Regions from separate parts of the Ovis aries genome. Here region 2 is linked to region 1. A link is a contact called in public Hi-C data. All regions are on one chromosome and are shown on one strand. Each heading gives the region's core, a stretch centred on a gene start, on an enhancer-like site or on the middle of the called end of the contact. The rest is flanking DNA. Distances are from core to core; before and after follow the strand shown. Region 1 holds the start of RNF130 (ring finger protein 130). Region 2 holds the start of TBC1D9B (TBC1 domain family member 9B).

Region 1 (6,995 bases), core at 4,275-6,774:
AAACAGAAAGATGGAACGGAGGAAGGATGTATATATTTGGTGGGGAGGTTTAAAAATATATACTCAAATTTTATATGCTAATGAATCATCCAAAAGCAAAGGAAAAATACAAAATGTAAAAATATTTTCTAAATTGTTAAAATTTAATACAAATACAATTTATCATATATTGCTTGGTTATCTATTTTAGGTCAAAATTTGGTTTTTAGAGCCTCCAGCTCCTTCTGAATTATCTTTCCTTTCAGGGTCTCTGATTCCAGAATAACACCTACTTTTTTTCTGAATATTTTGATATCTCTATATCCGGTAGCCCCTGCCTTTGGCATTATACAATCTAACATTTCATGGTCCTTTTCATCCAAGATCTTGCTTCCACATCGATTGCCTTCACTCTAAAATCAGAATTTTAAAAACCAAGTTTATGTTTAATCCAACAAAATCACATATATAAAACATAAGAATCTAAGTTTTTAAATGTTATGGCATCCCTTTGGTCAACCAGATGACCAAAAAAAATTTATTACTTGGTAAAATTGTTCTCCAAGGATTAAACATCCAATCCTGAACATTTCTATGCAAAATGACTAGTACCAAATTCTTCCCACCAGCATATTTGCATATAAAATGACATCATCAACAACAGGGCCTCTCTCCCAACCCCCACCTCCAGGCTCAAACAAAAAGTTAGTGTGCACACACACAAAGCACATCTACAACGTCCGTTCCACAGTAAGTGCTGGCTAGGCTTCACATTTGTTTCCAGATCTACGCTCACCCTTCGAGTAAGTTAGTAATAAGAAAGCAACCATGGACAACAACCAGGATCTGTGAATAAATAGAAGGCACGTTCCTGCAAAAGTTCACTTCAAAAAATAAATTCTTTACAGTTAAAATATGAAATTTTTTATCACCAAATAAATCTCCATTTAAAATGTACTCTAATGATTAAGAATGTATTTTCAAAGTACAACACTTGTTTATGAAATAGTTTATAAAGTTTAACACTTTTCAAAACGTACTTCTAAAAGACCAAAGCATTTAGGAAGAAATTGCCACATTGCTCTTTAAAGATATAGGACAAATAAATCTTGCCCAGTAATTCATACATGCCTAATTTACAGAAATAATGACTCACTGGAAAAGACTCTGATGCTGGGAGGGACTGGGGGCAGGAGGAGAAGGGGACGACAACAGAGGATGAGCTGTCTGGATGGCATCACCGACTGGATGGACGTGAGTCTGAGTGAACTCTGGGAGTTGGTGCTGGACAGGGAGGACTGTACTGCTGCGATTCATGGGGTCGCAAAGAGTCGCACACGACTGAGCGCCTGACTAAATGCAAAATAACTAGAAAGGTTTTTACTGTCACAACCAAGTCAGAGAATTAAAACGAGTTATCATGTTAAGCCCTAGGAAAACTTACTTTTGTCTTTATATTCACCAAACACTTGTCCTCAAAATTTTTATTAACTTCCCATCTATTGACCATGGCTGGTTCTTTTTTTGCCAGTAATTCTGTCTCCTAACTATTTTTTTTTGAAATTTGAACATCACTTTGTTTAGTGTCAACACTCAGTAAATCTTCAATAAACACATTAAGAATTCTCTTCAACTTAAAATTACAAGCAGGCAAGAGTCAGAATATATTATTTTTTCTAAAACCACTAAAATTTGAGATTAAATCGAGAATATCATAATGTGAAATAACCAAATATTCAAATGTTAAGCTATTTTCTTTTTTAAAATTGAGGTATAATAGACATACGGGCTTCCCTGGTGGCTCAGATGGTAAAGAATCTGCCTGCAACGCAGGAGGCCCATGTTCCATCCCTGGCTCAGGAAGATCCCCTGGAGAAGGAAATGGCAACCCATTCCAGTATTTTTGCCTGGTGGGCTACAGTCCATGTGGTTGCAAATATCCAGACACGACTAAGTGACTAGAGTACACTGGCATAATAGATATAAGCCATTTTCTTAACTATGAAAAATTTTAACAGATTTCTATCACCATTCTTGTTTTTTAAAATACATTCCTAGGACTTCCCTGGTGGTCCAGTGGTTAGAACTTTGCATTTCCACTGTGGGGGTGTGGGCCAGATCCCTGTTCGGGGGAACTGAAGATTCTGCATGCTAATGATAGCATGGCCAAGAAACCAAAACAAGAAAACAAAATACATTCCTAAATTTCTGCTGCGAAAGCACAAAAACTTCTTAGATTTCATGTTAGTCCATTGACTTAGAAACAGTTTATAGGCAAACTGACATAAAAATGCCACTAGACCGTGAGCTTCAGGGAGAAAAGAAAGAATTTGTTTTGCTTATTTCTGGGGCCCATCCCTCTTTCCTAATACCTTGGGTGGTGGCTGGGACCAGCAGATTTTCAATTAGTATTTGCTGGATTGAAAGAACCTATGTGTGCAGATCCCTTAGTAGAAAGCCAGACCCAAACTACCTGCAGGATGCCACCACCGAGGCCATGAAAAATCCTTGAGCAATCTCATGTGTGGATACAAAATGAGTCCCTAGAGAACAGAGGAAATGAAGAGAAGACAGACACCCAGGGGAACTGACTATAGACTCAAGTTTCCAAGACTGCTCCAACGTATTCACTTTGATGCCATGTCTGAAACTCCACCAATTTATAGAGATTCATTTAGGTTAACAAATCTCCTCTTGTAAGAATGTAGGCACCATTTAAGCCTCTCATTAACCTTGTGTTGTGCTGTGCTTAGTCGCTCAGTCGAGTCCAACCCTTAGCAAATTGCCAGGCTCCTCTGTCCATGGGGATTCTCCAGGTAAGAATACTGGAATGGGTTGCTATGCTCTCCTCCAGGGGATCCTCCCAATCTAGGAATTGAACCCATGTCTCCCACATTGCAGGCAGATTCTTTACCATCTAAGCCACCAGGGAAGCCCCTCAATAAACTTAAGGTATAACTAGTTCACCATTCCCTTTTGCAGACAAAATTGAGGCTAAAATGCCAAATTACTTTCCTAAACTCACACAGTACTTCGCCAGTAACATAAGGCTTAGGTACAGCACAACTGAAACCTCCCCACTGACGGAGGAACAAGACCAGCCTTTACCACCCATCAGTGTCCAATACCCTTCTATACAAACACCTAAAACAAGTTTTGCTTGGAATGACAGGCAAGAAACAAGTAGTTTCAGAACACAGATCACTTATCAGGCAAGTATCTAAAGTGAGGATCATGGTTTCGAGGTGCCTAGAGGAACCCAAAGACAAACCACAGATTTCAAAATACTGCACAGGGCCAGTTCTTGTTCCAGAACAGTTTGCCTTTCCCTCTTCCTCCCCTTCCACGTGACCCTCACAGATCTCAACCCCAGAAAACAGGCTACCATTGTCAGTGCCACAGTTTGGAAACATTTTGTGTCCCAAGCACAGTGACTGGCACAGAACAAGCAAGCAAATATTTACTGAATGAACCAAAGGCCAAAGTTGTTACTGTGGGCAAGGCAGGACCCTAACTGCCTTTTTCTTTAACAAAGTGGAGATGAGAAGTGCATACTAAGCAACTGATTACTGATGTAAAAATGAACGTTTGAAACGAAGGTGTAAACTGGGGAAAGGCTGGTGAAAGCCCTTCCTGATTCTTCTTCCCTAGCTGCTGCTGCTGCTGCAAGTCACTTCAGTCCTGTCCGACTCTGTGCGACCCCATAGACGGCAGCTCACCAGGCTCCCCCGTCCCTGGGATTCTCCAGGCAAGAACGCTGGAGTGGGTTGCCATTTCCTTCTCCATCTTCCCTATCTAGATTGCTTCAAAAAACAAAAAAAAACAAAAAAAACCCAAAAAACCACACAGCTTAGCATGTTCGCATTCAAACATGTATCTCAGAAGTGGCATGATGTTCTAATAGTTTAGAGTATAAAAACAAACACCTTATGTAGGTTGCCTAGTTTAGGTCATCTTAACATGAAAAGCAGCTTTAAAAAGTCCCCTCTCAGCACTGTCAGGGTGAGAGTGGGTAGAGATGGAGAAGATAGTAGACATTTTTCCATAAAGCCTGCTGTGGGCCAAAAACAAAATCATACTCCACAGTGTGGGAAAAGTTTCTTTCAAAACATTACCAGAAATTTGTACAAATATATGCTTTATACCAAATTATTAAAGAGCAAATGATAGGAAGACGTAAGATCAAGCCAAATGGCTTCAAAGACAACTCTCAAAAATTTTACCTATTTTCCCTCTGGCAGACTCTCACGACCTGAAGACTTGGCTACAGGTTCCAATTGGTATCGGATTCGTCGTAACGTCAGATGTTCAGGCGTCAAATTACAGTAAAGCTGGTGGGGCACAATAAGAGCCAAAAGCAACACCGAAGATGCCCATTTTCCTCCTCCACTCTCCTTCCACTTGTCACATAAGAAAAACGGCACGTTTTTACAGTAGAAAAGGGCCTCATCCTTCCAGATCAATACAGCGCAGTCTGTGATTTAGGGAAGGAACCTGTGCGGTTTCCGAAATACAGGTTGAGACTTCATCCATCATGAACTAGTTTTGCGCTCTTCCACCACCTCCTTTGTCTGAGCTGTCCCTGCAAACTCGCAGTTCAATGCCTTCCTGTAAACAAGCTAACTGAACCCAGGGGGGAAAAAGCCTTTTTAAAAAGAAGAGAAGAACCCAATACCGCGTCTGGAGCCTCATTGCCAGCAGCGAACGGGGCGGGGGAAGGACACGACGGGAACCTCGACCCTGGGGCCGCCCGCCGAGCGGCGCATCAATCCGGGCGGGGTGGGGGCGCCGCATCCGCCGCCTCCGCGCCCGGGCTGTGGCTCCTGGGGGATGAGGGCCGACCCTTCCCCCCTCCGCCGTCCACAGCTCCTCTTTTCCCTGCCAGGCACTCACCTCCATGGATAGGCAGCGGCGCCAGAACCTGGCCACGGACCTCGGCCTTGGGCGAGTCGAGTCCGTAGCGCCCGCGGTCGATGCGGAATGTAAGTGGGGCTCCGCGGCCGGGCTCCTGCACCGTCACGTTGATGAGCGCAGTGTAGTACTCCTGGCTCGCGTTGTCCGCCCGCGCCGGCCACAGGCTGCAGGTCAGCAGAGCGAACGCGGCGAGCCGGGCCGGGCCCGCCCGCGCCGCGCCGCTCATCGTCCCTCCGGCCGCCGCCGCTCGCGGACCGGGATCCCGGGCCGGCGCCGAGAGGAGGGGCGGGCGCGGCCGGCCCTGCAGCGCGAGCGCACGCGCGCGGCCTGTGCGCGGCCGGGCACGAGCGTAGCCCTCCTCGGCGCCGCGGCCCCGCCGCTCGCCGCCCTCACAGCCGCAGGGAGGCGCCCATGGGCGCTTCGGCGAGGACGGCGCGTCAGGGCTCGCGCGGTCGTCTCCTCTCGGTCCCTACGCGGCCGTGTCGGTGGGCCCACTCCATCCCCTGGCCCGGCCCCGCCGAGTGGGGGCGCCTCGTGAGGACGCGCCCGGCGGGGAAGACGCGCCCGAATGAAGGTCCCGGAGCAGCAACTCCTCAGCGCCCGGCAGCCGCCGCGGGCGCGCTCCCCCCCCGCCCCGCCCCCTGCCTGTGGAGTGGCACGGCGCAGGCCTGGGACTCAGCCCCGCCTCCCTGCGCATGCGTGCGAGCCCCTGTCGGCTCCCGCCCGCCGGCACGAGGGCCGTGCAAGCCCCCGTCGCTCGCGTGCCGCGTACCCGGCCATGTTTGTACGTCAGGCCTGATGCGCGTCTGGCTTGGAGCCTGGGGGCTTTCCAAGGGACTGTGGAAGAGTTTGAGATGAGGATACAGAAGAAAAATAGCTAAAACTTTAAAGTTATTTTAAAAATTAAATGTCTGTGGGATTTCAGCTGGTCACCTCCAAGTCATGGAATCAGCATCTCGGGAGAGGGTGGGGAACGCTTCTGTGCAATGAGTACGGGGGCTCACTAGCCCCGGATCTTTAAGGATATCTGGGTTATTCGGAAAGGACATCTACAGACTAGAAGAAATCTCCAGAGGCACTGGACAAGACAGGAATTGTGATGCTCCCTCCTTCCTCCACCGTCTTCCCCCAGCACACACACTACTCTCTCCACACACATACACACACACAGATACACACCCTGTGTCAGTCCGTGTCACTTAAGCTATGGACTTTTCTAAAGCATAAATGAAAGGGAAAGGGCGATTCTAGCTTCAGGTGCAGCTGAACTCAGGAGTTTATATGTTAGTGGGCAGTACACTCATCATTATGATGAAGTGGAGAGGAAGGGAAATTCCCAGGTGGCTCAGTGATAAAGACTGTGCCTGCCAGTGCAGGAGACACAGGAGATGCCCAGTCGATCCCTGAGTTGGGAAGATCCTGTAGGAGGAAATGGCAAGCCACTCCAGTATTATTGCCAGGAAAAGCCCATGCACGGAGGAGCCTGGAGGTCTACACTCTGTGGGCTCACAAAGAGTCAGACAAAACTGAGCAACTGAGCACGGGAAGGAAGGATGGTATCTACTAACTAGCCAAGCTTGGATCTCCTGCGTCCTACGGTGGAAAGGGGATGAAGTCAACCTTGCACAACCAAAAGTACTGAGAATCAGAGAGAGAGGCTACTTCTGAAAGGAAAGATGAGCTGCTGTTTCCAGTGAAAGAGTATAGATGTAGTTCAGGCAAACACATCAGATGTCCACTGGTGCTGCCTTATCAACCTTCTTAACAAGTACTTCCTCCAGTTCCTTCCCTTCCATCCCCACCAGGTTTGTTTGTCTAGTACATGCTCTGTCTTGAGACTGCATTTTATTTACTTGCATACAGTAATTAACTGCAAGGAGATCAAACCAGTCAGTCCTAAAGGAAATCAACCTTGAATATTCATTGAAAGGACTGATGCTGAAGCTGAAGCTCCAATAATTTGGCCACTTGATGGGAAGAACTGACTCATTGGAAAAGATCTTGATGCTGGGAAAGATTGAAGCCAAAAGGAGAAGGCGGCAGCAGAGGACGAGATGGTTAGATGACATCACCGACTCAATGAATATGAATCTGAGCAAACT
Region 2 (7,448 bases), core at 4,873-7,372, 190 kb before region 1:
AGGGAACTGGGAAAAGGAGCCTCGGGAGAAGCAGAAGGATGAGGCGAGTCTCTTCCCCATCCCTCTGGCACTCCAGTTTTGGGGGCTTTCCATGTGTCTGGCAGGGGGTTTGCACTTAGGAACTCTTTTCTAAATGACTTCACACAAGAATCAGGAAAGGAGTGAAGGCGCTGCTTCCTTTCCAGTGTCCTGGGACAGTCTGCCGACCGCAGGCACTCAGAAGGCCCCGCTGTCTCTGTGGCTGCAGGAAGGCCCACACACTCAGACGGGGGGTGGGCTGTAGCAGAGACGCGAGGTCTGCGTGACTGTGGGCGACAGACCTGATCCCTGGCCACCCCATCCTTTCCTGCCTGGCCACAACTCTTCCACCAGCTGAAGACCCCATCCTGGCTCCGTTCCGGCCAGGCCGAGTTGGTCCCTGTCATCTCCTCTGGCCCATCCTATAAAGTGAAAATAACTGTACCTGTCTCTGAGGTGCTCTAAGAATCAAAAAGATAACTCATAAAAAGTTCTGGAAAAACAGAAATAGTACTTAAAATTTAAAGGGTAAAAGTCCTTTAATGGCAAGCTAAGGAGTCAAGATTCAGTGGGAGGCGTCAGGAGGGGTCTGTCTTTGGAGAGCTGAAGAGCCATGTGGGCAAAAACAGAGCGGCACAGGCAGGTGAGCACAGGGGCCTGGCCGGGCAGGAGCTCCCCAGTGCAGCGCACCCCTCCCCGGGGGCTTCCCACAGGCCCCCAGAGCAACCGCACGCCTCTCTTCCCGCAGAGATGCGGCTCGCACTGCCACTGCCCCCCTCCATGCACTCTCTGCGAAGGAGGACCCTGAGACACAGATGGGCGCCTCGAGGACCCATTTCAGCACGAAGCAGCTCCTCTTGGCCCAGGCACACATCAACTGTCCCGGGCGCCCCCACACAGGCAGCCGCGGGCTCCTGCAAGCGCCCCACTCAGGGTGCCCTGTACCCAATCCCAGCCCCCGTAGCTGCAGTCCAGCTGCGAACCCTCTCATCACCCCTTCTCGGGTCTCCAAGGAAAAACTTACCCTGAGGAGCAGTGACACGGGCTGCGAGCACAGAGAGGCGTGCAGCATGGGACACAGGTGCTCTGGGTCTGATCTAGGCTTCTGTGGGACTTTGGGCAAGTTTATTAACCCCTCTGGGCACAGTTTCCCCATCTTTAAAATAGGGAAACCAACGTTCTCCCTTCTGGAGTTGTTGGGAGGTTCACATAACTGGCAGGCAGGCAGTGCTGTCTGAGAGCCAGCTATGACTGCTGTTCTATCCCAGGGACCTCAGCCAGGCTGGTTCCACTGAAAGGGGACTTCCTCCTGGATTCTCAGGAGAGTGGCTGTTTCCACTTAGGACAACTATAGGTGATTCTCATTATTCACAGTGGTTATGTTCTACAAAGTTTCCTAGAACACTGAATTTGCTGATACTGTTCCCAGGGGAGCTACAGGGCTAAGTTCCTACAAGCTTCCGGTCGTGACATTTTCATCAACTGATCCAAATACTACTTTGTCTTATGTTTTTCTGCTTAAAGCCATCTTATCTAATACATACTTTTAATACCCTAGGACTGAACTCATAGCCAGGGGCACTGTAAGTCACGCCTGAAGGAAGCTCCTCTAACTCATATTTTCTCTGTAAGGCACATCGCAGCTTCTTGCCCTTAAAAGCACCGCATGCCACGTAGCACTTTAGCATTATACCTGGGCCATTTTAAACAGCAGAGTCATCAACAGGTAACACAGAAACGTGAAGAGCACGGAGCTTAGATTTCTAAAAGGAGACGTGCTCATGGTTTGACTGCTGAAACAAGAAGGAAGAGAGGCGGCTTGCTCCACCTCAGCGGGGAGCCTGCGTGTCTGGTGATTCACATACTTCACTGCTCTGCACACACATACTTCCACAGATGTCCAAAATCACCACAAGTATTGATTTTTGGGTTTACAGATAACTTTTACTGAGTAGGTGCATTAAAAAATTATGTAGTACATGAAAAATGATCAACTGTATCATCTTGTGAAAAGGTTAGCAGAACATGGACACTGCCCAAGGCCAAGCCCTTGGAAAGGCACAGGGCTTCGTGACACTCACCTCCACCTGCCCTGCATCCGTGCATAGCCATGTTGCCTTCCTAAGGTGGATGCTGGCCTGGCCTGTGCTGTCTGAATAAAGGGCAGCACCAGATTCTCAGTAGGCGGAGTCCCTCCCTCTCTGGGTCAGGCCCTGCCCAGCACCCCTGGTGATTCAAGGCACCTACCGCACGCCACTGTCCAGTAGACCTGCGAGTCCTGGGTCTGGTGGAGGATGCGGTAAGGGGCCACCCGGGCGCTGGAGTCCAGCACCACATCCAGGGTGCCCACAAGAAGACCTGGCAACAGGGCAGAGAGAGGGGAGGGTGAGGGAGGGCTGTGCTGGGAGCTGAGCTTGGCTGGAGGCAGCCACAGGGAGAGCACTGCCCCGCAGCCCCAGCCCAGAGCGTGAAACATCGTGCGTCATGAGTCCATTACATTACTTCTTTTTCCTCAAAGGCCTTCAGCCAGTTTCTGATCCCTATCAAAAAATCCCCTACTTATTCCTGTTTATCCTCCTGACTCAGAAACACCTGCAGGCAGGGGCTGATTCAAGTTTTACAGGGCTCAAAGCTCACGTAATCCAGGAGGCCCTCTTCAAGAAAAACGCAAAATCAGATTTGAAAACTAGCATTTGTCAGAATGAGGAAGTACAACAAACCAAAACAACAAGGACTTCCCTGGTGGTCTGGTGGCTAAGACTTTACACTCCCAAAGCAGGGGTCTAGGTTCGGGGCCTGGGCAGGAAACCAGATTCCACATGTTGCAACTAAGACTCAGCACAACCAAACAAATAAATATTAAACAAAACAATACCACAAATATCACAAAATCCAGAAAAACAATGTGATTATTAACTGCCAGATACATTTCTTATGACATGTCTCTCTGACATTTCTGGCTGTATACTTTGATGTCTTTTTCATAAGACAATGATATTTAACATCATTTTCCACATCAACAACAGGAAGATAATGTAGCCTCAAAAGTCATGATGAAAAATAACAGGCAAATTTTTAGTACTGGCCAAATTGTCCCATTTTTTTTTTCCATCTCTGAAGCATTTTAGGACATTTCGTTTTCCTTCTCATCACAATGTCATCAACATTTGTCAACATCACTATTTCCCCAATAAATCAGAGGAAATGTTTACATTTTGCAACTATTTGATTTATTCTTCATTAATTGAATTATTCAGCTAAATGAAAGCCTGTCCATTGTTCATATTTGAGGTTTGCTTATTGTTTATTTTTGGCTGCGCTGGGGCTTCATTGCTCTGTGTGGGCTACTCTCTAGCAGCTTCTCGGTGTGGCGATTTCTCCCGTTGCAGAGCGCAGGCTCTAGGATATGGACTCAGTTGCTCCATGGACTCTTCCTGGAGCAGGGGGGCATAGAACATGCATCCCCTGCATTTGCAGGCTGATTCTTTTTTGTTGCTCTTAAGGAATATTGGACCTATAGTTTTCCTTTTTTAAAAACTAACTTTGTTTCCTTTTGGCTGTGCTGGGCCTTTGTTGCCTGTCTCTAGCTGTGGTGAGTGGGCGCTGCTCTCCAGTTGTGCGGCAGCGACTTCTTGCTGCAGTGGCATCTCCTGTTCCAGAGCCCAGGCTCTAGGGCACACGGGCTTCAGCAGTCACGACACACAGGCTCAGGGGCTGCGACCTGCAGGCTCCAGAGCCCAGGCTCGACAGCTGCTCTGTAGCATGCGGGATCTTCCCGGGTCAGGGATTAAACCTGGGTCTCCTGCACTGGCAGGCAGATTCCTTACCACTGAGTCACCAGGGGAACCCCAGCAGGTGGATTCTTAACCTCTGAACTACCACGGAAGTCTCTGTTTTTTCCTTTTAATAAAATGCTGTTTTTGGTATGCTCTGAAAATATTTTGTGACCATTTTTGTATTGATACCAGAATAATTACTATTGACTTTATTGCTTGACTTTAACACTTGTTTCATATTCCATTTTAATCTGCTTTTTCACCCTGCAGTCTAACAAAACAATCAGTTACAAAAGAAGGTAATTTTCACATACATCCAAGTCAGGAGTCTGTAATGTTTATTTTACTGAAATGTTCTAAAATGCCTCTGTAAATTGCAGTTTAAGTGGCATATTCAAGCCTTTTCAGTGTTTGGAATAAACTTGTTATAACTGTTCATGTTGAGGTTTCTCTTCTGGTCTCAGAAATTTTAATTCCTATATCGTTGGCATATCTATATTGCAAGACTTGAAATATAATGGCAGACCATGTCATCACAGTCATCAACGAAGAATCTAGGTTGGCATCTGTCTTAAGACAGATCGAATAAAACCACATTGTGAACTGTTTCTCCTGCAAGAAGAGTGTGTTCAGGAAACCATAAAGTCCATCATGGCACAGAGAAGGCCACAGCAAAGGCCACGGCAGAACTGACCAAACATAGCTAAAGCAGAGAGTTCAAGGCATGGTCCCCAGGGGAGAACTGGAAAGCCTGCTTCGGGGGACATGGAGAGATGAGGGTGGTAGAAAGGCCTTCTCTGCACAGGAAGGCAGAGCACAGAGGGACCCAGGCTCGCACTGGGACGACCTGTGGAAACGCAGAGCAAGAGCAAGCCCTGAGACTGAAACATGGGTATGCTGATATACCTGAAGGTACCGGGCACCTGAGCATTCAATTTCTACACAGGCTTCGAGGCGGACCACCGGTCAGTCTCTCCAGAGGGGCTGCTGTCTAACCTCCACTGAACAGCCTAGTCCAGGATGCAGGTCTGGCACTGGCTCCCGCCATTCCAGAGGCCTCTGGGAGGGGGCTCAAGGCACTGAAGACAACAGTCTTCCTGGTAACCTCACACACTTCCAGGTCAGGAGGTGGCCCAGGAGAGGCTGAAGGAAGCGTTCTCCCGTGGAAAGCCTCCGTCTGCACCTGACAGGGCTATATTAGCTGCTAATATTTAACATTAGGACATTTCACAGAAAATTCTCTTGATAATTAGAAGACCCGGCAACACTGGGCCCGAGGTCCTCAATGGCAGCAATGGGCCGCCAGGGGAGCACGGGCACTGGTCTGGCTAAGACTGATCCAGGTCTGCTGCGGCAGTGCCTGGACTGTGGACAACACCTGTAGAAGGGGTGCCCAGGGGACATCCCCGGGAACCCAAATGCCACACACCCCAGGAGAGACAGTCCTGCGTAGTGCCCAGACAGACGGGCAAAGAGGCACCCTGCCTAGGTCATCAGAACACATATATCGGTGATCCAGCTAAGCCTCGTTCTGCAGGTCCAACGCACCAAGAAGCGGGAAAGACGGAGGAGGAGAAGCTGGAGAGATGGAAGCTGAGTCAGGCAGCAGCTGGGAGGAACTCTGATCTCACTAAAAAGGCAATTCTTCGCTGAGCGGGGAAAGGAGGAGGAGAAGGAAAGGAATGCTTGTGTCCCTCGGCCCCTCCTGGGAGGCCCTGGGGGAAGCAGAGGCCCAGGAGATCCCGCGAACTCTCCGCCGTGAGACCCGTGCCGGGCAGCTGCACAAGCCTCCGCGGAGCCCCGGGAAGGTCCCGGGCGCCGAATCCGGCAGGGGCCGCCGCCAGCCTTCTTCTGGCCTCCCCGCTCGGCCGCAGGCTCCCCGGCCGCCCCCTGACGCGAGCGCAGATGTCTTCCTCGAGGCCCCAGCCCGGTCCTTTCCCGGCGCCGCCCCGGCCGGCGCCCACCGCCCGCCCGCGGCCCGCTTCCCGGCCTCCCGCCCCGCTCCCGGCCCGGCCCCGCGCCGCCGGCCCCGCCGCGCGCCGACGTGCGCGTCCGCAGCGCCGCTCGGCGGCCCGGCCTGGCCGGCGGCCGGCCCTCGCTCGCCGGCGCTCCTTCCTCGCCCGCCCCGCGGCGGCGCCCACAGGCCCGGCCACCGCGCGCCTCTCACCCGTGAGGCCGCCGCCCTTGCCGTGGCCGCGGCGCCGCTGCAGCACGAAGAAGGGGTTGGCGCGCTCCGTCACCCACAGCGCGTTGGCCACCAGCACCTCCTCCGGGCCCAGCCACATCGCGGCGCCGCGCTCACCCGGCCGACGCGGGCCGGGCGGAAGCGCCGCCGCCGTAGCCGCCTCGCGGAGCCGAGCGGGCGGGGCGGGGCGCGCGGGCCGGCGGCGCCCCCTGGCGGCCGCCGGCGCAGCGGGGCCTCGGGGCTCGCGGCGCGTTCCGCTCTCCCCGCCCGCTCGCAGGACCTGTGAGCCCGGCCTTCTCCGCTTCCCTCTTGGCCTTCTGGCCGCAGGCCTTCGCGCGGCCGGCTCATCGAGGAGCGGGTTCAGCCCCGGGGCCAATGGCCTGTGGCCGGAATGGTTGAGTTCACAGGTAGCAGGGCGCCTGGCGTTTTGTAAAAACCTGTCCAGGGTTTGCAGGGAAAATGTAAAGGAATAGCCTTTGGAAATACATTTTTAGCTGACTGTTCAGAGCAAACCAGCGCCTGTTAACATTTGGAAAGGGTGGCTGGAAAAGTGTTAGTCTGTTGTGGTGACTCATGTTGACGCTTGGGCCTAAGACGAAGGGAACCTCAAGGAGTCCAGCACGGGTTGTTAGGAAGCCCTGAAGCCGGCGGGGTCCTCAGAAACCAGTGCAGTCCCCTCACTTGATGGATGGGGTCACTGAGGCTGGGTGGGCTTGGGGTCGGGGGCAGCACCTGGCCTGGGGCCCCAGAGGCTTGTGCACAAGCTTGGGTAGGCAGCAGAGGGAGGCTGGACATGTGGAGCTCTGCTATCCCAGTGCTTGCCTGTAGGGTGGACTGCCTCACAGTCCAGAAGACTCTTAAGAGTACCGGAGTGGGTTGCCATTGCCTTCTCCTTTGAGTGAAAGAGGGAACTGTTAATGTCGCCTGGGGCAATAGGCATGAATCAAGATTTGTTGTTTGGTCACTTAGTCACGTCCGACTCTTGCGACCCCACGGACAGTAGCCTTCCAGGCTCCTCTGTCCATGGGATTTTCCAGGCAAGGATACTGGAAAGTGAAAGTGGCTTAGTCCTGTCCAGCTCTTTGCTACCCCTTGAACTATATATAGTCCATGGAACTCTCCAGGCCAGAATACTGTAGTGGGTAGCCTTTCCCTTCTCCAGGGGAACCTTCCCAACCCAGGTCTACTCGCATTGCAGGCGGATTCTTTACCAGCTCAGCCACAGGGAAGCCCAAGACTACTGGAGTGGGTAGCCTATCCCTTCTCCAGCGGATCTTCCCGGTCTTCTTCTCTTCCCTTCTCCAGGATCTTCCCTTCCTGCCTTGCAAGCAGATTCTGTGGGTCTCCTGCCTTTAAGGCAGGAGAATCTGCCTGCAAGGCGAAAGACCCGGGTTGGATTCCCTGGGTCCGGATCTGCTGGAGAAGGGATAGGCTACCCACTCCAGTAGTCTTGGGCTTCCCTGTGGCTG

Evidence for each region. A called contact is a pair of places that touch in the nucleus more often than the background predicts.
Region 2: a Hi-C map of liver shows a contact between it and region 1, with 3 times the contacts expected there. The contact joins the promoter of TBC1D9B here to the promoter of RNF130 in region 1. A contact is called at or near these places in 2 of 16 Hi-C or Micro-C datasets (hypothalamus and liver).

What each region holds. Positions count from the first base shown.
Region 1 is chr5:947,962-954,956 of ARS-UI_Ramb_v3.0, reverse strand. RNF130 (ring finger protein 130) reads right to left here and starts at 5,524. Exons shown (of 8, transcript XM_042250853.1): 1 at 4,873-5,524. The coding sequence starts at 5,119. It overlaps LOC121819715 (small ribosomal subunit protein eS6-like), which reads left to right. Exons shown (of 1, transcript XM_042250857.2): 1 at 1-3,959.
Region 2 is chr5:1,136,004-1,143,451 of ARS-UI_Ramb_v3.0, reverse strand. TBC1D9B (TBC1 domain family member 9B) reads right to left here and starts at 6,122. Exons shown (of 22, transcript XM_042250852.2): 1 at 5,962-6,122; 2 at 2,266-2,376. The coding sequence starts at 6,079.